7 separate regions of the Mus musculus genome follow, and regions 2, 3, 4, 5, 6 and 7 are each linked to region 1. The links are chromatin contacts, called in public Hi-C, HiChIP or PLAC-seq and promoter capture Hi-C maps. All regions are on one chromosome and are shown on one strand. The core of a region is the stretch at or near the end of the contact, and the rest is flanking DNA. Distances in the headings are between cores, read along the strand shown. Region 1 holds the start of Prkd2 (protein kinase D2). Region 2 holds the start of Exoc3l2 (exocyst complex component 3-like 2). Region 3 holds the start of Klc3 (kinesin light chain 3). Region 4 holds the start of Ercc2 (excision repair cross-complementing rodent repair deficiency, complementation group 2). Region 5 holds the start of Ppp1r13l (protein phosphatase 1, regulatory subunit 13 like). Region 6 holds the start of Ercc1 (excision repair cross-complementing rodent repair deficiency, complementation group 1). Region 7 holds the start of Vasp (vasodilator-stimulated phosphoprotein).

Region 1 (3,010 bases), core at 320-2,819:
TTCTGACCATGATACTCAAGGCGAGGAACCTGGATAGCCAAATCTAAGAGCAGCAGGAGGGGCATTGATTAGGCGGGGAGAGGGGTCTGCAGGGATTTTGGGGGGTGCCAAGGAGATACACAGGAGTGCCTTGCTCCTTCACACCCCATCTCAGGCCTGGGAAAGGATAGGGATTGTACCCCGAGACCTTGCTTGCCCCTGGCAGCTTGTCCACACACCCACTCACACATGTCACCCGATCACCATGGCCAGTATGGCTTCAATTTCTACTGTTTCCAAAGACCGGAGGCCCAGGATGGGCCCATCAGAAGAGCTCTTCCTGATCAGCTGCTCCCACTTGCCCCTTCCTCCCAACTCCACACCTGGTAGGCCCCTCCCTTCCTCCCTGCTCGCTGCAGAAAACAACAAGCAGCGACAGGCAATTTGGGGAGGCCTCTGGGCACCCCACCCCTATCCGGGCCTCTCTGAAACCGGTGGTGGAGTGAGGACACGACTAGGGTGTAGTGCCCCTCCTCGTCTGTCACCTAGGCCCCTCTCTGGCCTCCCAACAATCTCAGGCCACCTCCAAAGCCTCCTCCTTTATCATGAGAGCCCCCTATGCCCTCACCTTCTGGTCCACGATAGAACAGGCTAGTTGCTTCACATGAGCCAACTCTGAGGCAGCCGGCAACAGCACGAACTCTCGGGTCAATCCGATCTGGATATGGAAGGAGACCCCCGAACCCGGAGCCGGGATCTGAGGCAGCAGAGGTGGCGGCGACTGGAGATCCAAGCCACCGGGGGGCGGAGGAGACCCGGGCCCCGGAGAGCCGGGGAGTCCTGCGGGATGGGAGGGGGCGGCGGCCATGGGGGCCAGATCCAGATCTGCCGCCCAAAGCTCACCAAGGACCCTGGGACCTAGATCCGAGAGCTCTCTTGCGGTGGTGGTAAGAACGCAGGCATTTGAGAGAGAAATCTGTCAGGTTGAGAGACGCGAGGATGGCGGGATCCTGGGCAATGAGAGAAAAGGCATCTAGTGGGTCACACGCCGGGAGTCAAGAGAGCAGAGTTCAGAAAGAAAAACAGTGGTTTGGGGAAGGGTACCCAGAGATTGGAAGGTTGGAAGAAACCAGGAAAGAAAGTCGGGTAGGGCAGGGTCCCTGGAATCAAAAGACACTGCGATCCAAGGCCCCTGGAGAAAGAAGGCTGAGAGCAAAGCAGAGGGAATGCCAGGATCCGGTGGGTTTGACGGCAGGACCAAAGTCAGGGCAGGCCTGAAGATGCTCTGCCTTGGGGGTAGAAAACGGGAGTCTGACCAGGGATCTAGTGGATCGTAGGAACCCGACTGGCTCGGGGATGAGGAGGGGTTGCCAGGGCCAGGGCTGAAAGAAGAGACTCTCACAGGTCGTGAAAGTCGGAGGAAAGTTGGATCAGGGGCGGCGGAGGAGGGAGCGTTACCGAAGGCGGGGCGGGTCGGGGACAAGGGAGGGTCGCACAGCGCGGGTAGCTCTATTTTTCCCCCTTCAAAGTTTAAGTCGGCAGCGGCGGCCCAGAAGGAAGTCTCAGGAGCGATGGCACAGCTGGCCAATCAAAGCAGGGCACCGTGACATCACAGGGCGGGCCTTACTGGGACGGAAGGGGAAGGCGGGACCCCGCACCAGGGAGTTGGGGGGAATTTGGTGGCTGGGGGTAGGAGGGCGGAAGGGTCAGCGTTTCCTCTGCACAGTCCAGCCTGGAAAGTTGACTTTTCGCCGCAGTTCACCGCGGCACGCGAGAGGGGCAGGCGCTTTGTCATTGAAGGAGTGAGCTGTCAGACTGGCACGCATCCGGCGCCCACCGCAGGGAAAGGGTCGGAAATCGTTGTCAAGTCCGGTGGCTTTACAGTTTCTGCTACTCAACCTGCCCCCAACACACACACACACACACACACACACACACACACACACACACACACACACACACACACACACACAAAAGCGCGCGTCCCCAGCTCAAAAGCCCAGTATATAAGGTGGGAAGTCGAGGAGGCCTTAGGATGCACAAGAGAGCTTAATTTCAGGTTTCTCTCCAGAGAGTTGAGGGTACAAAGCCTGTCCCTCCAACCAAGGTGGCATGACAAAGGACACCACCACTTGATAGACCTCCTGTGAGACCAAGTGCCGACATCTTTCTGGCTGTGTGACTTCTCCACTGTGAGCCTTAGTTTTTCTGTCATGAGGCCGAAATACAGGTGGTGCCTGGACACTGCTAAAGTTGAGTTGATGTGGCTGCCTTTGATTTTGCAGAGGAAAGGGAAGGCACTGAAAACATCCAGGGGTGTCTGGGTGGGTGTGTTAACGGAATCATCCAACATGTGGCTGGTGAGATGGCCAGGTGGGGAAAGGCATTTGAAGCCAAGCTCACTGGCCTGAGTTCAATCCTGTACACTCACATAGTCAAAGGAGAACCAGCTGAGCTACTGTGGGTTGTCCTGACCTCCACCCTTCTCTGAAATAAACAGTAGTGCAATAACAGGAAATCTAAAAAGCTAACATCAACTGAGAGCCTGTGAGTCTGTGTAGTCAACTCTAACTCCATCAAGAGCCGTTCTGACTTTTACTCCAGTAGTCAGGCAGTGGCTACCAATTAGTTTTCACATCCAGGTAGCTGGAGCTTTAAGAGAGCAGCAACTTGTCCACAAGGGCCCCCCCTTACTGGTTCAGCGCTGCTGGGGGCAGCTGAGGTGGGTACAGTGCTGGCTGTCACCACATCCGGGGGCAGAGGCTGGGGAAGGAAGTCTGAGGCTGGAGTGAAAACCCAAACTACCACCTGGGGAAGTTGCAAAGAGGGACAGGGGGAGGCAAGGCCACGTGGAGCTCACAGCCTGGCTAATGAGTGTCCCCTAAAAACCACATGCCTACATGTACCTTCTAGACAGGCATGTCCCCAGCATGTTTGACTGCCTGCTTCTGGGACTCACGGCCCCCTTTACCCCGTGACCCTGGGGCAGGTCTAGAAGGCGGGGGTTGTGGAACATGCTGTGCCTGCTGTT
Region 2 (3,010 bases), core at 264-2,763, 2.6 Mb before region 1:
GACACCCCCAAGCCCCCAGCATGGAGCCGGGTGTGGTGGCGCAGCCTCCTGTAATCCCAGTCCCCGGAGGCTGGGGCCGGAGGACCACATGCTTTTGAGATTTTTGAGGCCCAGGTTTCAAGTGAGACCCCGTATACAGACAATCTCTAAATGCGAAGATTATGCCTTTAATCCTGGCAACTCCGGAGGTCAACCTGAGTCACGTGAGATCAAAACATCAAAAGCCAAGGCAGGGGACGAGGCTCAGTTGGTAGAGTACTTGTCTGGCTTGCAAGAAACCCTGGCTTCCCACCCCAGCAGCCATGCAGGGCTGCAATCCACACACTGGGGAGAGGGAGGGCAGGACCAGAGCGTCAGTATAGTCTTTGGGTATATAGAAATTTGACACCAGACTGAGCAACGTGAGACTCTGTGGGAATTTTGTTTTCTTAGTTTTTCTAGACAGAGTTTCTCTTGTAACCTTCAGTGTTCTGGAACTCACTCTGTAGACCAGGCTAGCCCTGAACTCACAGATCCACTCACCTCTGCCTCTTGAGAGCTGGGATTAAAGTGTGCACCACCACTGCCTAGCTGAAAAATTATTAAAAAAAAAAAAAGTCCTAAGGTCCATGTTCGAAAACTGATCCTTTTAGGTTACACATCCTTGAGCCTGACTCTGACATCAGCATCACCAGCCGGGGCAGCCTTCATATCCTATCCTAGCCTCTCTTGATCACTCTCTCTCTCTCTCTTTATTTTAATTAATTAATTAATTTTGTATGTGGGCACACAAGCCATGGTCGGTATGTGGGGTTCAGATGTGAACTTGCAATCGTCGGTCCTCTCTGCCTTGTGGGTCACAGTGACTGGATCCAGCTCTTCAGGGCAGCAAGCATCTACCTGCTGAGCCATCTTGATAGCCCTTCCTTTCTATTTAATTAATTAATTAATTAGTTAATTAATTAATTAATGGAGACAGAGTCTCAATCCCTAATCCAAGCTTGTTCAAACCGGCCAGCCTCCTGCCTCAGCCTCCGCTCCTTAGTGCTGGCCCTGCAGGTGTGAGGAGCCTGTGTGTGTGTGTGTGTGTGTGTGTGTGTGTGTGTGTGTGTGTGTGTGTGTGTGGCTTTCTGGTAGCTGCAACCCTCCTCACTGGAGGCAGCCAGGCACTGGCTGCCCACCCCACGGGGGTGTCCCCATCCAGTGTCAGAGTGTCAGAGTGCATTAGACCTAACATCCCCATCTCCCTCAGCCAGGAGTGGACCCCATCTCTACAAGTCCTTCCTACCTCTCTGGATCCCAGAGCCCCAGTCCCTGCCGCCGCCGCTTCACCGCAGCACTCACCAAACCCAGCCTTCAGCCTGCATCTGCTCACCCAGCCCTCCTGCCTCCAGAGTTCTGGGTTCTGATGAGGTGTCCCATCTTTGGAAGAAGTTGGGGGCATGCTTTCTTCACCCCGACACTCACCTTCTGTCTGTGCCTGTCCTTCTGTCCCCTCTTGCTGTCCAGTCCCCAGACTACTTGGGCCAGGACTGCTGAGAGCTTGGATCTAGGGGGGGGGGGGTTGGAGGAGGACAATTTCCTGTCAGGAAGCCCCTCCCTCTCTGGGGCCAGGGGCTGGAAGGCCCCATTATCTGTCTGCCCTTCTAGGCCAGGCTGTGGTTGGGCCCTGCTGTGACAAGGGCCACAGACCCCTCTCCCCGCCCTTACCCCCCCTCCCAGCTTTGCCGGAATCCGCCCGCCCTCCTGCCTGCTTTTCACGCCTCCCAAGGTAACAACATCATCCTGTGTGCCCAGGGGAGACACCCTGAGCTGGACAGGGGCCCACAGCTGAGCTCTGGAGTAATGGAGGTGTGGATAGGGTCTCAAGGGAGCATGTGTTCCTCTTGTATCCTCTGCTGGGGGACAGGATTCAAAGGAAACTCCACTGGTCCCAGAGGCTGGATTGAGGACCCAGTGGGGTAGCCCTGTCATGGCTTTTAAAATGTAGCTCTCGGCCAGTGGGGCGGTGGTGGCTCATGCCTTTAATCCCAGCACTGGGGAAGCTGAGGTAGGTGGCATCTCTGAGGCCAGCCTGGTCTACAGAATGAATTCCAGAACAGCCAGTGACTCATAGCAAGATTCTATCACTCCTCTGCCTCTGTCCCCCACTGTGGGCCAGTCTCCCAGGGACCTAGCTGTATTGTATCATAACCACAGAGCACCTTCCATCAGATGATAGACTCAACTGCACGTGCATGCTCTCCTTTTTTCTCCTTTTGAGACGGGGCCTCATTATGTAGCCCAGGCTGGCCTAGAACTCACAAAGATCCTGCCTCCCAAGTGCTGGGATTGAAGGCTTAGGCCACCTTGCCTGACTCTTCTTTGCATGTATGTGTTGGGGGTGCCGGGGAATTGAACTCAGGGCCCTGTGCACGATGGTCATGTGCTCTGCCATGATACTACTTCCCAGTCAATCCTTTACAGATTCCCCAACCCGCCCACTCCAATGAAGGTGCAGCAGATCTGACTTTTTTTTAAGTGTATTATTTATTTATTTATGTTTGTGAGTGACTACAAGTATTGCGTGCATGCAGTGCCCAAGCCCACTAGAAGGAGACAGATCCCCTGGAACTGGAGTTGGGTGGTTGTCCACTGCCCCGTGGTTGCTGAGAATTGAACCCTGGTCCACTGCAGAAGCAGCCAGTGCTCCTAACCACTGCTCAGTTCCGTTCTCCAGCTTCACATTCATACTTTTATGCCTTTCGGTTTAATGGATCTTTATGCACTCCCAGGGTTGCAGCAGAAAGTGCTAACATCCGATTCCAGAACATCTCGGTCTCCTTGAAGCGAACTCATGGGCTACAGCAGTGTCCCCCCACCCCCACCCCCCCACCCCCCCCCACCCCCCCGCTTCTCCTTTCCAAAGTCCCAGGAAGCCAGGAATCCAGGGTTCTTGGTTTCTCCACTAAGTCTCCCGCTTTTGAACATTTCGTAGGAACTATATTGCTCGGTGTGACCTTTTGTTTCTGGTTCCTTTTACGAAATGTAA
Region 3 (3,010 bases), core at 315-2,814, 2.6 Mb before region 1:
GGGCGGGGGTGGTGTCACAGAAGTGGCCACTGAGAGCTTCCTGGAGGAGGACATCTAGGCTCTGGAGGGCGAGCACACCGAGGCGGCTCCGTGGACCCGCAGTGCCATCTGGTGGCGGTTTCGTGCACTGCAGGGACCTTTCATAACTTCTAGAATTTGCTTCGTTCATCCTGTAAATACTTTTTGCGCATCTGCATCATGCCACTCTACAGTCTTGACCTTGAAGACGACCAGAGAGACACAGGGCACGCGTTGTAGAATATTAAAGACCCAGGAGCCTACATTAAGAGATTCTTAGATACTGCAGCATGGGAGCTATTCAGGAGGCTGAGGCAGGACTGTAAGTTTGAGCCCAGCTGAGCTTTATAGGGAGACTCTATCCCCCCTCAATAAAATAAAGGTAACTAGGGTACAGTGGCTGTATTTTCAGAATTAAGTGAGACCCTGCCTCAGAAAAGGAGGGCAGAGAGAATTAATAAAATCAACACACACACACACATCTATATCTATATCTATAAATATATATATGGCAGGGAGAGCTAAATAGTAGATGCTTTTTCCTTGTATTCACAGGGCTCTGGGTACCACTCCCAGCAGTGCACACACTACTGTTAGCTCATGTTAATCAATTCAGGTCTTCCAGAAGACCCAAGTTCAATTCCCAGCACCCACATGGTGGCTCACAATTGTCTGTAACTCCAGTTCCAGAGGATCTGATGCCCTCACCCAGATCTACAGGCAGAACACCAATGCACAGTAATATAAATCTTTAAAATAAAGAAAACCCCTCTTACTTATGTGTCCGTATGTATACACAAATGCACGTGTGTGGGTGCCCACGTTCCATCCATGCATGTGAATCCATCCAGGCTCTCCTTGACCAACTCCGGAATAATTCCCAGGAGTCAGTTTTCATGGTTCTTGGAGATGAAACTCAGGCTGTCAAGCTTGGCAGCTAGCGCCCTTACCATCTTCTCAGCCAGGAATAGTTGTGCAAGGTCTTCAGGTTGTAATTATTAAAACAATATTTTTTGGAGATTTTTATCTTTATTTTATGTGTGTCTGTGGAGGCCCTGGAAGAAAGTGCTGGATCTCCCTGGAACTGGAATTACAGATGATTTTGAGCCGACATGTGGGTTCTGGAAATCGAACCTGGGTCCTCTGCAAAAGCAGCCAGCACTCTTACCTGATGAGCCATCTGTTTATTCCATATTTGTGTATGTATGACTGGACACATGTAGAAGTCAGAAAACAACATGTGGGAGTCCGTCTCTGTCCACCCTGAAGGTCTCAGGGATCGAACTCAGCTCCTCAGGATTGGCAGCATGCACCCTTACTGTCTGAGCCTTCTCGAAGGCCCCCAGATAAAGTTTTCAGAAGTTCTCGGAACGCAGGTTTCACCGAATGCTGCGGCAGAGGGCGTGGCCTGGGCGCCTGCGGGGGCGTGCGTTGCCTCCATCGGCCCCGCCCCGCCTCTAGACCACAGGTTTCTCAATGTGTGCTGGCGGAGGGCGCGGCCTGCGCACCTGCGGGGGCGTGGCTTTGCCCTGCCCCACCTCCCTCAGGAGCCTCCGGGAAGGCGGCGGCCGCGCAGCGGGAGCAGCCCGGTCTCCGCGCAGCGAGGCGGCTCGGGCGGGCGGCCGTCAGGTGGGCACGGGGGACGGCGGCGGCTGCTTCGGGATTCCCGAGGGGGCCGCAGGGATGGAGGGAGGGAGCCAGGGACCTGGTGGCCGGGATGAGCCTCGGGGTCCCCGCGGAGCCCCGCCCGGCCCCTAGCGGAGTAGAAAAACAGCTGCGGGCGGGGCGGGGCCTTGTGACGCGAAGTCCGGTGCAGGGTCTCCGCGGCCGCGGGGAGGGGCTGGCCGGCTGTCGGAGGGTCCCCCGCTGCAGCCTGAGGGTGCAAGACATGCATGGTAAGGGAGCCTGCGCGAGGTGTGCAAAGAGAGGGAGAGTAAGGCAGGGCGCACTGTGGAAACTGAGGCGGGAGGAGCGGAGTTGGAGGCGAGCGAGCCTGGGCTTCGTACTCAAGGGAGAGAGACAGAAGGAGGGCGGATGTGGGTACAGATGCCAAAGGGAGGGAGAAAAAGAAAAGGAACGTGGGCCAGCAAGGAGAGTAAAGGTGTTGATGCCAAACTGTCTATTTCTCAAGTTTGATCCACAGGATCCGAAAGGTGGGAGGAGAGAAAGGACTCCTCCCTTAAGTTGCAAGTTGTTCTCTTGGCAATCCATGTGCCTCTGCACACACAATAAGTACATAAAGGGAAAAAAGTTGACTAGGGACCAGGCATCATGATGCACACCTATAATCCCAGCACTCGGGAGGCAGAGACAGGCGGATCTCTGAAGACAGCCAGGGCTACACAGAGAAATTCTGTGTCAATGTATACATATTCATACATATGTATATATATTAGAGAAAATCTGTATCAACATATATATACACATACATATGTATATATAAAATTATATATATTTTAAAAGTAAGAAAGAGTCACATTGTGGGTAAGAGTGTAAAAGAAATGAGCTACCATGTTACTCAGTGATGGGGACAGAGTGAATGTGGATGATCTTGTCTGTCTCCTGTGTGTGTGTGTGTGTGTGTGTTACATGCGGACTGTGCATAGCACTGAGCATGTGTGACTGAGATACTGGGTCAACTGTATACTTGTGGTTGATTCACACAGATGGCCATGTGTGGCAGGGAATGGGGTTGGATCTAGGTGTTGCGTGGCAGTGGGGGTGGAGTGTGTGGAATTGTGTCAGTGATATGTGACTGTCACTGACTAACTGTTGGCTGTGTGTGGGTATGTGGGTGACTGTGTCTGCAAGCTGAGGTTTACTTAGGTGTGTGTGTGTGTATACGTGCACACACGTGAGTGTGGGGCAAGCCTGCTGTGGACTAGTGAAGCTCTCTTGGGGCTCCTGTGAGTGCCGGGGACAGCTCGAGTGGCAGATGGCTGCGGCTGAGCTGTGGGAAGCTGCATATGGAGCATGGCCCCTTGGGTCTGAG
Region 4 (3,010 bases), core at 306-2,805, 2.5 Mb before region 1:
ACAGTAGGAACCTTTTACCTCTCAGGATCACAGCATTCTTGCTTCTAAGTAGCTCCATAAACCTTACTTGGAACAAGGTTGTGAGGGCTAATACATTGGTGGGCCAGCAATATGGCTTAGCGGGTAAAGGTGCTTGTGGCCAAGCCTGATCACCCGAGTTCAATCCCCAAGACATACACGGAAGGAAAGAACCAACTCTACCCTCACGTGCACACTGTAGCATGTATACACACATTGGAAATAAGTATACCTAAAAGAAAACTTTTTTTAAAAAGTTTGTGTTCAGGGCTGTTGAAATAGCTCAGCAGGTAAAGGCGATTGCTATCAAACCTAACAGCCTGAATTTGATCCCTAGAACCCACATAAAATGATAAGAAATCTGGGTGGTGTTGGCCTATGCCTTTAATCACAGCACTCAGGAGGCAGAGGCAGGTGGATCTTTTGGGACTTTGAGGCCTGCCTGGTCTATGAAACAAGTTCCAGGACAGCAAAAATCACACAGAGAAACCCTGTCTCAGAAAACACAACGAGGGACTGGAGAGATGGCTGAGCAGTTAAGAGCACTGGCTGCTTGCTCTTCCAGAGGTCCTGAGTTCAAATCCCAGCAACCACATGAAGGCTCACAACCATCTGTACAGCTACAGTGTACTCACATACATAAAACAAATAAATCTACAACAAAACAAAACCGAAATAGAAGTGGAAGGAAAAACCCAACTCCACAAAGTTGTCCTCTGACCTCCACATACGGAACCCCTTCTTCCCTCCACTATTGTCACTACCAGGAATACCTCCAGAGTTTTCCTATACATAGCCCTAGCTAGCCCGAAACTCACTATGAAACCCAGACTGTACTTCAAACTCGAGCAATCTGTCCTCAGCCACCCTGTCTCTAGAATTACAGGCATAATTGTAATTACTATCAGTCAGTTTATGCGGTGCCAGGATGGAACCCAGAGTTTCACCCCTGCTAGCTAGGCTAGCACCCTACCAACTGAGCGACATTCCTCGCCTTGTTATTTACAATTGTTGTTAGTACACGGTCTCGCTGTGTAGCCCCGGCTGGCCTCCAAAATCGCAGCGATGCTCCTGCCTGGGTCTTCCGGGTGCTGGGATAGCAAGGCCCGGGCCCCGACCAGGACGTTTGCCTGCCAGAGGCATCAGAATGCAAGGAGGGCAGCCTCGCCACCCACCTTGGCGTCCAGCGTGCGCTTGAGCTCCAGCATGTAGGAGAACTGCTCCGGGTAGATGTAGTCGTACGGGAAGTAGACCAGCAGCCCGTCCACGTTGAGCCTGGCGGCGGTGAGGCGTCGGTGCCCGGTGCTCTCGAGCCGCCTCGGCCTCCGCTCCGCCCGCCCGCCCGCCCTCGTGGCGTCTCGCCGCCAGGGACCCCGAAGCCACCCGGACCGGTCTCCGCAGCCTCTCCACGCCGCGCCCCAGCCCCGGCGACGCCCACCCGCCGCCCCATTGCCCACCGCAGAGCCGCCCGCTCTTTCAGAGACCCCATCTCACTTCATGGCGGCTGATCGCGGCGTCCACACGCCCGCTCCTGAATATTCAACGAGGGGGCGTGACCCAGAGACACACCTTCCTCGGGACGCCATTGGCCGAGTCCTCCCGTCACTCTGCCAATCGGAAAATTGGCGCGTGCGCATGGCGGTGAGAGGGCGGACTTCGGAGAGAAGTGGTGCCCGAGGCATCGCTGAGGATCGCCGAGGACTTCGAGCAGAACACAGAAAGAAGAGAGTCGAGAGAATCGATAGAGTTCATTGCTGCTTCGCTCCTCCAGGTTCTGTTCTGGTTGTCCAAGTCGTGAAAATAGTGTTTAAGAGAGAATAACAGAGAAATTGGAGACCGTCTTGATTTTTTTGTTTTTCGGGTGTTTTTTTTTGTTTTTTTGTTTGTTTTTTCGAGACAAGGTTTCTCTGTGTAGCCCTGGCTGTCCTGGAACTCACTCTGTAGTACAGGCTGGCCTCGAACTCAGAAATCCACCTGCCTCTGCTTCCCACCACTGCCCTGCCTAGCACGTGTTTTTAAGCATTTATTAATATGGGTTGGAAAGATGGCTCAGACGTTAAAGCATAGGTCACAAACAAACAAAACTTCATTAATTAAGGGCCTGGAGGAATCACTCAGTAGTTAAAAGCACTTTCTGATTTTGAAGAGGAGCAGGGTTCCCAGCCGCCCCACTCTCCACTCCCACCCCCCAAATCAGGCAGCTTATGATCGATCACCTTTAGGGCTAGCTCCATGGAATCCAATACCTCTGGCCTGTGGAAGGAAGAGGAAACCTGCAGAATTTGGTTCAGTCCTTTCCTTCCACTATGTGTGGGAATCGAACTCAGGTCAAAAGGCCTGTACCTCATGAGCCATCTCATGAGGTACAGGCCTCAGTAGACAGTCGTACTATGTAACCCAAGCTGGTCCGGAGCTCACTCTATAGCCTGGGTGGCTGGCCCCAGCTTGTGGCTAACCCACCTGAGGGCTGGACAATGCTGTCAGTTATTTCATATCTCTGGATTCTTGCTCAAATATCACCTTTTAGTCCTTCCTCCCTTCATTTCATCCTTTCTTTTCTTTCTTTTTTTTTTTAAGATTTATTTGTTATATATAAGTACATTGTAGCTGTTTTCAGATATACCAGAAGGGGGTATCCAATCTCATTACTGATGGTTGTGAGCCACCATGTGGTTGCTGGGATTTGAATTCAGGACCTTTGGAAGAGCAGTCAGTGCTCTTAATCACTGAGCTCCAGTCCCTTTTCTTTTTGAGAGAGTCTTTCTACTTAGTTCTGACACTGTCCTAGATCTCACACTATAAACAAGGTTGGCCTTGAACTCACAGAGACCTGCCTGCCTCTGCCTCCGGAGTGAGTGCTGAGATTAAAGGTGCATACCATAATGTCTGGCTATTTTCTTTCTTTCTTTCTTTCTTTCTTTCTTTCTTTCTTTCTTTCTTTCCTCTTTTTGGTTTGGTTTTTCAAGACAGGGTTTCTCTGTGTAGTCCTGGC
Region 5 (3,010 bases), core at 131-2,630, 2.5 Mb before region 1:
GCCTGGCAGGACACACACAGCCTGTGCTGGCAGCTGTGGCTATTGTTCCTTAGCTTCATTTCAGGCTGTCACTCCAGCCCAGGCATTCGCAAACACCCTCCCTCTTCAGACCCTTCTCCCCCACCAGCTTCGTAATCCCCCTACATAAGGGCTCAGAGGTGGAGAGACAGTGGGAGGTGCGTGCCTGCCCCTGCCCTCTCCCTGGCTCAAGGACAGACAGACACCTCCAGAATTAGCCTCCCTCCCTCCCTTATCTCCCATAATACCTCAGGTCAGACAGATGGAAGTGGAGGCAACATGCCTCACCTCTGGGTCACAAGGAGCCCCACCCCAGGAGGAAGAAGGTTAATTAGAAAAGCTGGTGGCAGTGAAGGAATTCCTTCCACACACAGACAGCTGTCACAAGAGCGAAGGAGACGTCCAATTCAACTGCCTGTATGGCCCGCCAGCCTGTTTACCACTTCCATTCTCTGTAACGCATAACGCAGCAGTACACGGCCACAGAAGCCTACCAGATCCAGCCCTGCAGTCCTGTTATTCTGCCCTGGGCTCTAGAATGACTTTACCAAACACCACCTATTTCCCATCCCGTGGGGGCAATAAGAGGTCTGACTCCCGCTTCCGCTAGGGGGCGCTCCTGGGCGAATGTGACTCCTCTGGTTAGGCAGGTCTGACGCCCCAGCTAATGACATGTTGGGGTTCGCTCAGCGGCACAGAAGAGGTTGGAGAGCTGCCCCGGCTTCTCACTCCCTGCCCCCATCCCAAAACCAGAAGGTGGGGTGTAGCGCACACAGCCTCCTGAGAAACCCACGCCCCTCGTGCTTGTCCCACTCTTTTCGAAGACCAGGATCCACTAGTCCAGTGCCACTAATTTTACTCAAACACCTAGTGGTTCGGTGCTGAAGGCAGCTGGAGGGTGACCGGGCGCCGGACCATTCTAGAACGTCCTGATCTCCCACATCTGCCCCAAATACAGAGACCCGGGACCTCAACAGCACCCTAAGACACTTCCAAGGGTCCCCAATTAAAGTATTCAAAAAATTCCAGCTCCAATAACTCCCCAGGACCAAGGGCTCCGAGCACCACTAAGAGCAGATGTCCAAACCCCCTATCCATCTGCCCAGTAAAGTCGGCACCCCAGTTCCTTCTTTCCAGGGATCCAGGCGTGAGCTCCCCACACTATTCCCCTGGACTTAAGGTCCGAGTTTCCAATAAGTCTTCCCAGGAACGCGGTATCCGGTTCTGGGGTGGCTGGACCCTGGGTGGGGGTGGAACTCACGCGTCGGGGCAGATCCTGGCACCGGGGGGCTTTTCCTCGGGCTCCGGCTCCGGCTCCAGCGGCGGGGAGCGGAGGACGGGGCGGGGCAGTCGCCTGGGAACAGGTTAGACGACGTGACTCTGACTGGAGGGAGGCGTGTCCCTCGGAGGAGGGGGAACTGCGGTTGCCTGGAGCACCTTGGGATTTGTAGTCCCGAATGGGCGAGGCGCCGCCAGGGACACTTCCATTTGGAGTCAGACGCGATCCATTTGACAGTCAGCCAGAGCTAGGTCCAGAAGATCATGGACGTCCTGGACGGCGAAATGCACAAGAATTTAGACCCTCACCTCACTATGGGTACAAGGGAAGAACCCCTGAGCCCTTTCCCACTCCTCCAGGCTCAGTGTCCCCTTGCCTGAGTGAAGATTTGGACACTTAAGGAGGAGATGGGAGGCGCGGAGAAATTCACACGACCAATACTATGGCGAGAAAAGGACCCACCTTAATCAGGACTCCAAGCCCCGGGTTATCTGTCTAAATAAAACAAAAAATAAAAATAAGGGGCCTCTAATCCTAGTACTTAAGAAGCAGAGACAGGCGCACCTCTGAAAGTTCAAGGCCATCCTGATCTACACAGCGAATTCCGAGCCAGCCTGGACTACATAAAGAGACCCTGTCTCAAAAAAACAAAACAAAACATCACAGCATTGGCGATTTACTGGCGTGCCTAGCAACAAGCTGAACTACAATCCCCAGCAGACTCCTGACCGACGTCCATCGCCAGCCACCTTCGAGTTATCTGGGAATTGGAGTTTTGAAGCCCACAAAGGGCGAGCCCCAGAGTTTCTCGCCCACGCGCGAGGGTGGACACATAGTCTGGAGATTCCTGGCGGAGGGAACACTCCTTCGTAGCCTTGGTGACCTCTGTTCTCAAAAGCCTCAGAAGAAGGGGGGAGCATCCCAATGCTGGAGGAGTCTCCAAAATCTCCGCAGAAGGGGCGGGCAGCGACGCTGACACACCGGCCAGGAATGCAGTCGAGTCTCCCTGTCTCGCCACCGTCCCGCGGCTCCACCCGCCACCCCATGCGCTGCAGTCCTGCTGGGAGGGGGCGTGGGCACGTCCCCCAAATCCCACGTGCACGCGCCGCTGTTTACTTGGGCCGCGGAGCAGACAGGGACCGACCAGCTGCACCTCTACCTGCCTCGGAACCGTGAGGAATACTTCCCATTCCGGACACTAAGTCCACGAGGACATCTACAAGTCTTCCCTGACACTAACCCTCACCCCGTTTCAAGCCAGGCTCTGGGGCTCTGGGGTCCGAGGCTCCTCCCATGACTCTGCAGACTCCTCCCCCTCAGTTTCCCGCTTCCCCTAGACTTCAGAAGCTCCGCCTCTGATTGCTATTAAAATGCTCCGTTCGTACACTTTTCTCTATTTTCCGACCTGGTTCAGTTAAATCTTCCACGTTCGCTGCACCAGGGACTTCCGAAGATACACTCTAGCTTTAAAAGTACAATCGTGACAACCAGAATTCTTACCTAGCTTTTGCAAGAATGCTGCAAATAGATCTTCTGTCTCTTTAAAAGCCGTGGCCTAGGCGAGTCACTGCCCCTTTAAGACGGTGTTGGAAGAAACCACGTGAGCAAAGTTGTCGGGGGAACAGGCACCCTAGATCCGAGCTAGCTTGCGTTTCTGACGAACAGGGAACTGATTTCCCCCTGCAGGGCATCGTCGAGAAATTATTTAATCCT
Region 6 (3,010 bases), core at 247-2,746, 2.5 Mb before region 1:
AAACCCAGAATACTGCTTATACAAAACCCATAGCTGAGTTTAGTGTTGTGAAATGCACCTGGAAGTTCCTATCACTTGAGAGATGGAGACAGGAGGATTGCTGCAAGTTTTAGGTCATAGCAAGGCTCAAGAAAGAAAAAAAGAAAGAAAAGAAAAGAAAGAAGGAAGGGGGGGCAGGCAAGATGGCTCAGTGGGTAAAGGTACTTGCCAGCTTCGTGACCTCACTCAGTTCAGTCCTGAGGATCTACACAGTACAAGGATAAAATCAAGTCCCACGGGTTATCTTTTGCCCTTCACAGGAGCTTCACAGCACTCATCCATGTGTGTACAGACAGCACAAAGACATGTTTTAGAGGCCAGAGAGATGCCTTCTCAGTTAAGAGCACTGGCTGCTCTTCAAGAGGATCTGGATTCAATTCCAGGTCTAGGGGAGCCAATGACTTCTGGCCTCTGCAGGTCTACATGCATGTAGTGCACAGACATACAGGCATGCAAAACATCCACACAAAAAACAAAAGGATGTTCCATTGCTATAACCTCAGCACTTGGGAAGTGGAGATGGGAGGAACTGGATTTAAGGCCAACCCTAGCTACACATCAATTTCAAGGCTAGCCCAGGAAACATGTGACCCAATCGAAGACCCAAACTAAACAAACAAAAGCTATCACTGGCCATTGCCCAGCTGCCAGCCTCTCCCTTAACCACCCTGTCATGCCATTTTACCAACGGGCAAACCGAGGATTGCAGAGCATGGCAGGTTATTTTTCCAAAGCAACCCAAGCCTAAACTCACACCGTAGTCCCAGGGATCCTTTTAACTCCCAAGAGCCCCCAAGTCTTCGCTCTTACCCCTGCACAGGGCACCTCTTCTTCCTCCAGTGGGATAACAAACTTCCTCCTGGTGGGTGGTCCTGAGGGCTGTGGCCGACTTTCCTCGTCCTTCCCAGGGTCCATCTGGGGCCTGAAAGGCGTGGCGACATCGTCGTAGGCATTTCCATATTCCAGAGGGAAACTCTGGCTCACAGTGGTATCCCCACCCCATCCCACAAAAGGTTGCCCGGTTCGCTAGCGTTAGGTTCCAGAGGACCAACCAGTGGGCCCGCCCCTTTCCTCCTTCTCACTCCGGATTGGTCTACGGGTCTTATAGCCCCGCCTACCTGCTATTACTCCCGCACGACACTCGCTCAGAGGCAATTGGCCCCGCCCCCAGGGGCACACCTGGATGCTTTCGCCTCGCCCAGTCCCGGCCTAGTCTCAGCCTCCGCAATGATTGGCTTCTTCCGCTGCCAATCATCAATCCCCGGCCTCCATCCACCTCCACCCTGTCCCTCTCGGTCCTAGCTCTGCGTCTAAGCACTGCCAAAACTCACCTGGTCTTTCCCGATGCCTAGAAGGAAATACCACGGGGGGAAACAGAGGCGACACAACGCCAGCACAGCCAGCACAACTCCTGCTAGACTCACTTCCGGCCGCTCTGGCCCTTCGCTCGTCTCGCTGCTCCCCGGAGGAGTTAGAGCGGGGAACTCTATTCGCGCTGCTCTCTATGGTCCTGGAGGACCGCTGTGGTTTGGGGCGGATGGAAGCTTGTGCATCTTGGTACCTGGGAGACTTTGACTTCAAGTAGTTGTGTTCCAAGGCCCTCTTGAGCGCTTCCCAGACTCCAGATCCGGCTCAGTGATGATCAAAGGAGGTGGGGGAGGGAAAGGAGGAAAGGAGAGAGAGACAGAGACAAAGAGAGAGAGAGACAGAGAGAGAGAGAGAGAGAGAGAGAGGAGGGAGGTGAGATTTCAGAGGACGCCCTCCCTGTAAGCGTGGGTGGACTCAGCCCACAGACATTGACTCACTCATTCTAAGCCATTCCCCACTTGCATCCCAAGCAGGGACTGATACCGACAGCTGTGGCTTAAAGTCCAGTGGGACAGTCAGACAGGGACAACCCAGAGCGGGCAGGGTCGGGAAGGGAGAGCCCAGAGGACATTGAGCCCGTGTTAGGGGGCACCTGACCCAGCTGGGGTGTGAGGACGGGCTTCCTGAAGGAAGGGACACCTGTGTTCCGAGACCTGGGCCCCATGAATGACTTAGTATGACTCATTTCCTGGAAGGACAGTTTCACCCCGTTCCAACTTGTAGTTCTGTGATTGCTAAGGAAATAGTTTAATGGTCTTATATATTTTTTGTTCTTGCTCATTTCCTTTGCCTATTCCTTTTAACAAAGATTGGCTCATATCCTTTGCCCATTTTTTCGAAATGAGCAATTCAACGGTTTTTTAAATTAAAAAGGGGGAGGAAAAGGAGATGAGCATCTTTTGATTACCGCCCATTTGTTGGAGTGATGCTTAAGGGCTGATGCTGTTAGTCACTTCATTAGGCTGCAAATCTTTCCTTCGAGTTCATACTTTTAAAAATTCTCCATTTAAAATTTTGCATGCATTTACCAACGTATTCTCCATTTTCTTTTGGTCTTCGTGTATTGAGAGAGGGCACGCCCAAAGGTCATCATATGTAATCCCTCTATATCTTTTTTAATGTTTTCCTAGTTGTGAGGTGTGTGTGTGTGTGTGTGTGTGTGTGTGTGTGTACAAGCACATGCCTACGCTGTGAATTCTAGGCAGAGACACTACTATTGAGCCATGGCCCCAGGCCTTTGGAAGTGTGATACAAAACAGAACTATTAATAGTAGCCAGGCGAAATGGCTCACACATTTAATCCCAACACACGAGGCAGAGACAGGCGGATCTCGGTGAGTTCGAGGACAGCATGACCTACAGAGTGATTTCCAGGTCAGCCAGAGCTACAAAATAAGATCCTGACTCAAAACTAGTTAATTTATCAAATTTAATAGTAAGTAACCGTTGATCCTAGGAAGGAAAGGGGTTGAGCTGCCAAGGAATCAGAGTGCCGTGCATAAGCCTTGCCATTAGAGGGCGCGCCTGAACCGTGTGTTCTGTGAAGGAAGCGCTGACAGAGGCAAGTTCCCACTGAATGCCTTAGTTTCTCTACCTGGAATCA
Region 7 (3,010 bases), core at 270-2,769, 2.4 Mb before region 1:
TATTTTTAATTATATATGTGTATGGAGGTGGTGGGCATGCACATATGAACGTAACCCTATAATTACAGTTATTAGCCCTGTAAGTGTTGGGAATTGAACTTGGGTCCTCTGCAAAAGTAGCAAGTTTTTTTTTTTAATTTATTATTATATGTAAGTACACTGTAGCTGTCTTCAGACACACAAGAAGAGGACATCAGATCTCATTATAGATGGTTGTGAGCCACCATGAGGTTGCTGGGATTTGAACTCAGGACCTTTGGAAGAGCAGTCAGTGCTCTTAACCGCTGAGCCATCTCTCCATCCCCCCCCCCCCTTTAACTGCTGCCCTACTTCCACAGGCCACTTTTGTTCTTAAATATATAACCTCAGATGACGTTAAAGTCACCCTGTAGCCCAGGTTGGCCTCAAACTCGTGATCCTCTTGCCTCAGCCTCCTGGTTTGAGCAGGACAACTAACTGGTGTACTAGATTTTTTTAGAGCAGAATTACTGTAAGAGTTTGGCCTGAAGGTTGAGGTTCTTACAAGTGAAGGACAACAGGGAGCCAGCATAGCATCCAGGAAATGGATTGGCCAAAGGCCACGTGGATTGATTCTCGTGAGTTTGGGAGCGGGGGGACCCAAATAAGCTAAACCCATTCCCTGTCTCTGAGCCTCAGTTTCTCGATCAGTAAGTCAGGAACTGCCATTTTCTTAGAGTTACCGCCTTTCAGCCGGCCAGGTAGAGCTCTACGGGAGGGGCGTGTCTGCATGATGATGTAACTCTGGGCGGGGCCTATGGGTCCCACTGCGGAAGGCTTGGGGGAGGGGGGGCTCGACTCAGCCCGGACGTGTTGGCGGGGAAGGGGCTCTAGAGGAGGGTCTCCGGGCCTCTGAGCCTGCCGGATTGTTGGGACGATCCTACTACCCTCCGTGGGCAAAATTAAGCTGTAGCTGGGCCCGCGTGGGGAGCAGATCGGGGTCTCACCACCAACCCTTCGCTCCTAGTCTATCCCCCACCCTTACCCCCGCCCCCACCCCAACCACGACCCGGCCGCGGTGAGTCAGCGGCCCGCCGCGCCCCCTCGCTCACTTCCTCCACACCTTCCCCGGGAGGGTGGGGGGCGGCGAGGGGTGGGGCTCGGCCTGAGAAGCGAGATCTGGGGAAGAGAAGTGCGGAAGTGTTACTTAAAGGTGGAAATTGATGAGATCCCTTGCTTAACCAAGGGTACCCCCATCCCCCAAAAAATAAACTGAGAAGTCCACGGAGCGAGTTGGAGTGGAGAACCTACACCCCCAGATCTCTACTAAAGAATTTGATAGTGGAGACAGCTAGAGATCAAAGAAAGGCCCCTTGTCTCTTCCACCAAGCTTTCCCCTCCAACTCCGGAGTGAGGCTCAGGGTGCACCCCCACGCCACAAGACCGGGAAAGGAGTGCAATTGCGGAAGCCCAAGGTTCCGCGTTGCCTTTTAAACGCTCTCCATCCCCCGCCTGGAGGCGTCCACGGCCCCTTTAAGGCGCAGGGAATTGTGGGTACGGGGAGTGGAATTTTGGAACGAAATGTAGCAAAGAGAGTACAGTAGTAAGAGTAACCGCGTAGGTGCAGCCGGCCGAGGGGGTGCGCCGGCGAGGTTCGGACGCTGCACCCCGCTTTCCATCGCAGGGGATCCCAGCACATCAGAACACCGGTGGGAGGAGGCGCCTGAAGACCCGCCCCGGCCCGGTCCACGTTCTCCCCAGGAAGCTGGACTCTATGGGGCGGGACCCCGAGAGAGACTGAGCAGAACCTGGAGCCAGCCCCGCACCCCTGCACTTCCAATCAGGGGCGCCCCGGGAGCACTCCCCGTGGGCGCGCCGCCCGCCCTCCGCGCAGCCATGAGGTGAGCCCCGAACCCTCCAGCCGGGTCCCAGCCGGGAGCCGGCTCCGCGCCCCGCCTTTGTCCCCCTCCCCCCCTCCAGCGCATTTGGGGCTAGATTTAGGGGACACAGCGCTTTGGGCGTCCCAGATCTGAGCCGGTGCCTTCTGGAACGATCTCTAAATATCGACACCCCGTTTCTCCACACTACTCCCTAAAGGCTTGGGGCGGTGCCGGCTGAGGTTCTCTTGATGGCTTTCAGGTTTAGGGGCGCTCTCGGGACTCAGAATTTGAAGACTTTTGGGGGGAGCACCTCTGAGTTCTCAGATAGTCAGATCCTCGCAGGGATGATCTAGTATAAGCGGGCTCAGAGTTACCGCCCCCAAACTCAAAACCAGGTGGGAGGCTGGCTAGAGAACCCTAGCCCTAAAACTCTTGAGTCTCAGGTTGTGGTTGGAATTCGGATCCTTGCGTCTAGGGCACTGGATGAGAGTCCCAGAGTGGAATCGCGGTCCTTAACTTTAGGGGCACTTCTTGATGTTCCTAAATTTGGTGGACACCGAGGTTCTCCTGTGGAGGAGTTCTTGGGAATCTGGCCCACGGGGCCTAGAGGGTCTGGATGGGACTCTTCTCCCCTTAGGCAACCAGGTTGGGTCCTAGGGCCCTGGAGCACTCCAGGCCCAGGGCGGCTCCTGGACCCCCGGGCCAGAGGACGGTTCTGGTCCCCCCCCCCCAACCTGGTGGCCGGGGAGGGAGGGGGCGCAGCAGCTGGGGGAGGGGGGCCTTTGTCTTCCTGACTCACCTGTCGAGACAGCTGGTGTGGGGGGCGGGCCCCCGAGTGAGCACTGTGGCCAGCTGCTTTCCCCACACCACAGTCCCTCCCCCTGGGCTCAATGTCGCTGGGTGTTACCCCCTTCCCCAGGCCGTGGGATTGGAGGAGGGGGCGCTGGAAAGCGTCAAGGTCATAGCCTTCTCCCTCAGGGACCCAGGCTCACTAGCTTCTTCCAGCTCTCTTCCTAGGAATTTAATCTTGTAGGTGAGGGGGATACAAAGATTTTTTTTTTCTTTTTTCTTTCTTTTTTTTTTTTTTTGTATGTCTTCCCTGGGACTTGCCCTGAACTCCTGGGCTCACCTGAGGGCGGGGCCTGGCCTGACAGAGGCCTCCCCTCCTCTCA

The links. Promoter capture Hi-C pulls out the DNA fragments that hold promoters and counts their contacts. Hi-C and Micro-C count contacts between places; a contact is called where the count stands out from the background. HiChIP or PLAC-seq counts read pairs in DNA pulled down with a chosen protein or histone mark.
Region 2: a Hi-C map of B cells shows a contact between it and region 1, with 6 read pairs. The contact joins the promoter of Exoc3l2 here to the promoter of Prkd2 in region 1. A contact is called at or near these places in 1 of 484 Hi-C or Micro-C datasets (B cells) and 1 of 9 other capture datasets (liver).
Region 3: an H3K4me3 HiChIP or PLAC-seq map of stem cell-derived neural progenitor cells shows a contact between it and region 1, with 5 times the contacts expected there. The contact joins the promoter of Klc3 here to the promoter of Prkd2 in region 1. A contact is called at or near these places in 2 of 39 promoter capture datasets (hippocampal neurons and maxillary cranial neural crest), 1 of 115 datasets of contacts at active chromatin or transcription factors (stem cell-derived neural progenitor cells) and 1 of 9 other capture datasets (liver).
Region 4: an H3K27ac HiChIP or PLAC-seq map of acute myeloid leukemia shows a contact between it and region 1, with 6 times the contacts expected there. The contact joins the promoter of Ercc2 here to the promoter of Prkd2 in region 1. A contact is called at or near these places in 1 of 115 datasets of contacts at active chromatin or transcription factors (acute myeloid leukemia) and 3 of 9 other capture datasets (adipose tissue, embryonic stem cells and liver).
Region 5: a Hi-C map of B cells shows a contact between it and region 1, with 8 read pairs. The contact joins the promoter of Ppp1r13l here to the promoter of Prkd2 in region 1. A contact is called at or near these places in 1 of 39 promoter capture datasets (liver), 1 of 484 Hi-C or Micro-C datasets (B cells), 4 of 115 datasets of contacts at active chromatin or transcription factors (acute myeloid leukemia, embryonic stem cells and forebrain) and 2 of 9 other capture datasets (adipose tissue and liver).
Region 6: a contact with region 1 is called in a promoter capture Hi-C map of embryonic stem cells, with 7 times the contacts expected there. The contact joins the promoter of Ercc1 here to the promoter of Prkd2 in region 1. A contact is called at or near these places in 4 of 39 promoter capture datasets (cranial neural crest, embryonic stem cells, liver and 1 more), 1 of 484 Hi-C or Micro-C datasets (B cells), 3 of 115 datasets of contacts at active chromatin or transcription factors (embryonic stem cells, forebrain and large pre-B cells) and 1 of 9 other capture datasets (liver).
Region 7: a contact with region 1 is called in a Hi-C map of B cells, with 7 read pairs. The contact joins the promoter of Vasp here to the promoter of Prkd2 in region 1. A contact is called at or near these places in 4 of 39 promoter capture datasets (cranial neural crest, embryonic stem cells, liver and 1 more), 1 of 484 Hi-C or Micro-C datasets (B cells), 4 of 115 datasets of contacts at active chromatin or transcription factors (embryonic hindbrain, embryonic stem cells, forebrain and 1 more) and 3 of 9 other capture datasets (adipose tissue, embryonic stem cells and pancreatic islet).

The regions. Positions count from the first base shown.
Region 1 is chr7:16,841,461-16,844,470 of GRCm38.p6, reverse strand. It overlaps Prkd2 (protein kinase D2), which reads right to left and starts at 1,569. Exons shown (of 19, transcript NM_001252458.1): 1 at 1,438-1,569; 2 at 608-989. The coding sequence starts at 847.
Region 2 is chr7:19,461,790-19,464,799 of GRCm38.p6, reverse strand. Exoc3l2 (exocyst complex component 3-like 2) reads right to left here and starts at 1,513. Exons shown (of 12, transcript NM_001370800.1): 1 at 1,447-1,513.
Region 3 is chr7:19,402,658-19,405,667 of GRCm38.p6, reverse strand. It overlaps Klc3 (kinesin light chain 3), which reads left to right and starts at 1,564. Exons shown (of 13, transcript NM_001286039.1): 1 at 1,564-1,647.
Region 4 is chr7:19,380,562-19,383,571 of GRCm38.p6, reverse strand. Ercc2 (excision repair cross-complementing rodent repair deficiency, complementation group 2) reads right to left here and starts at 1,555. Exons shown (of 23, transcript NM_007949.5): 1 at 1,513-1,555; 2 at 1,194-1,293. The coding sequence starts at 1,517.
Region 5 is chr7:19,359,586-19,362,595 of GRCm38.p6, reverse strand. It overlaps Ppp1r13l (protein phosphatase 1, regulatory subunit 13 like), which reads right to left and starts at 1,380. Exons shown (of 13, transcript NM_001010836.3): 1 at 1,280-1,380.
Region 6 is chr7:19,343,557-19,346,566 of GRCm38.p6, reverse strand. Ercc1 (excision repair cross-complementing rodent repair deficiency, complementation group 1) reads right to left here and starts at 1,496. Exons shown (of 10, transcript NM_007948.2): 1 at 1,371-1,496; 2 at 850-961. The coding sequence starts at 954.
Region 7 is chr7:19,270,363-19,273,372 of GRCm38.p6, reverse strand. Vasp (vasodilator-stimulated phosphoprotein) reads left to right here and starts at 1,519. Exons shown (of 13, transcript NM_009499.3): 1 at 1,519-1,859. The coding sequence starts at 1,855.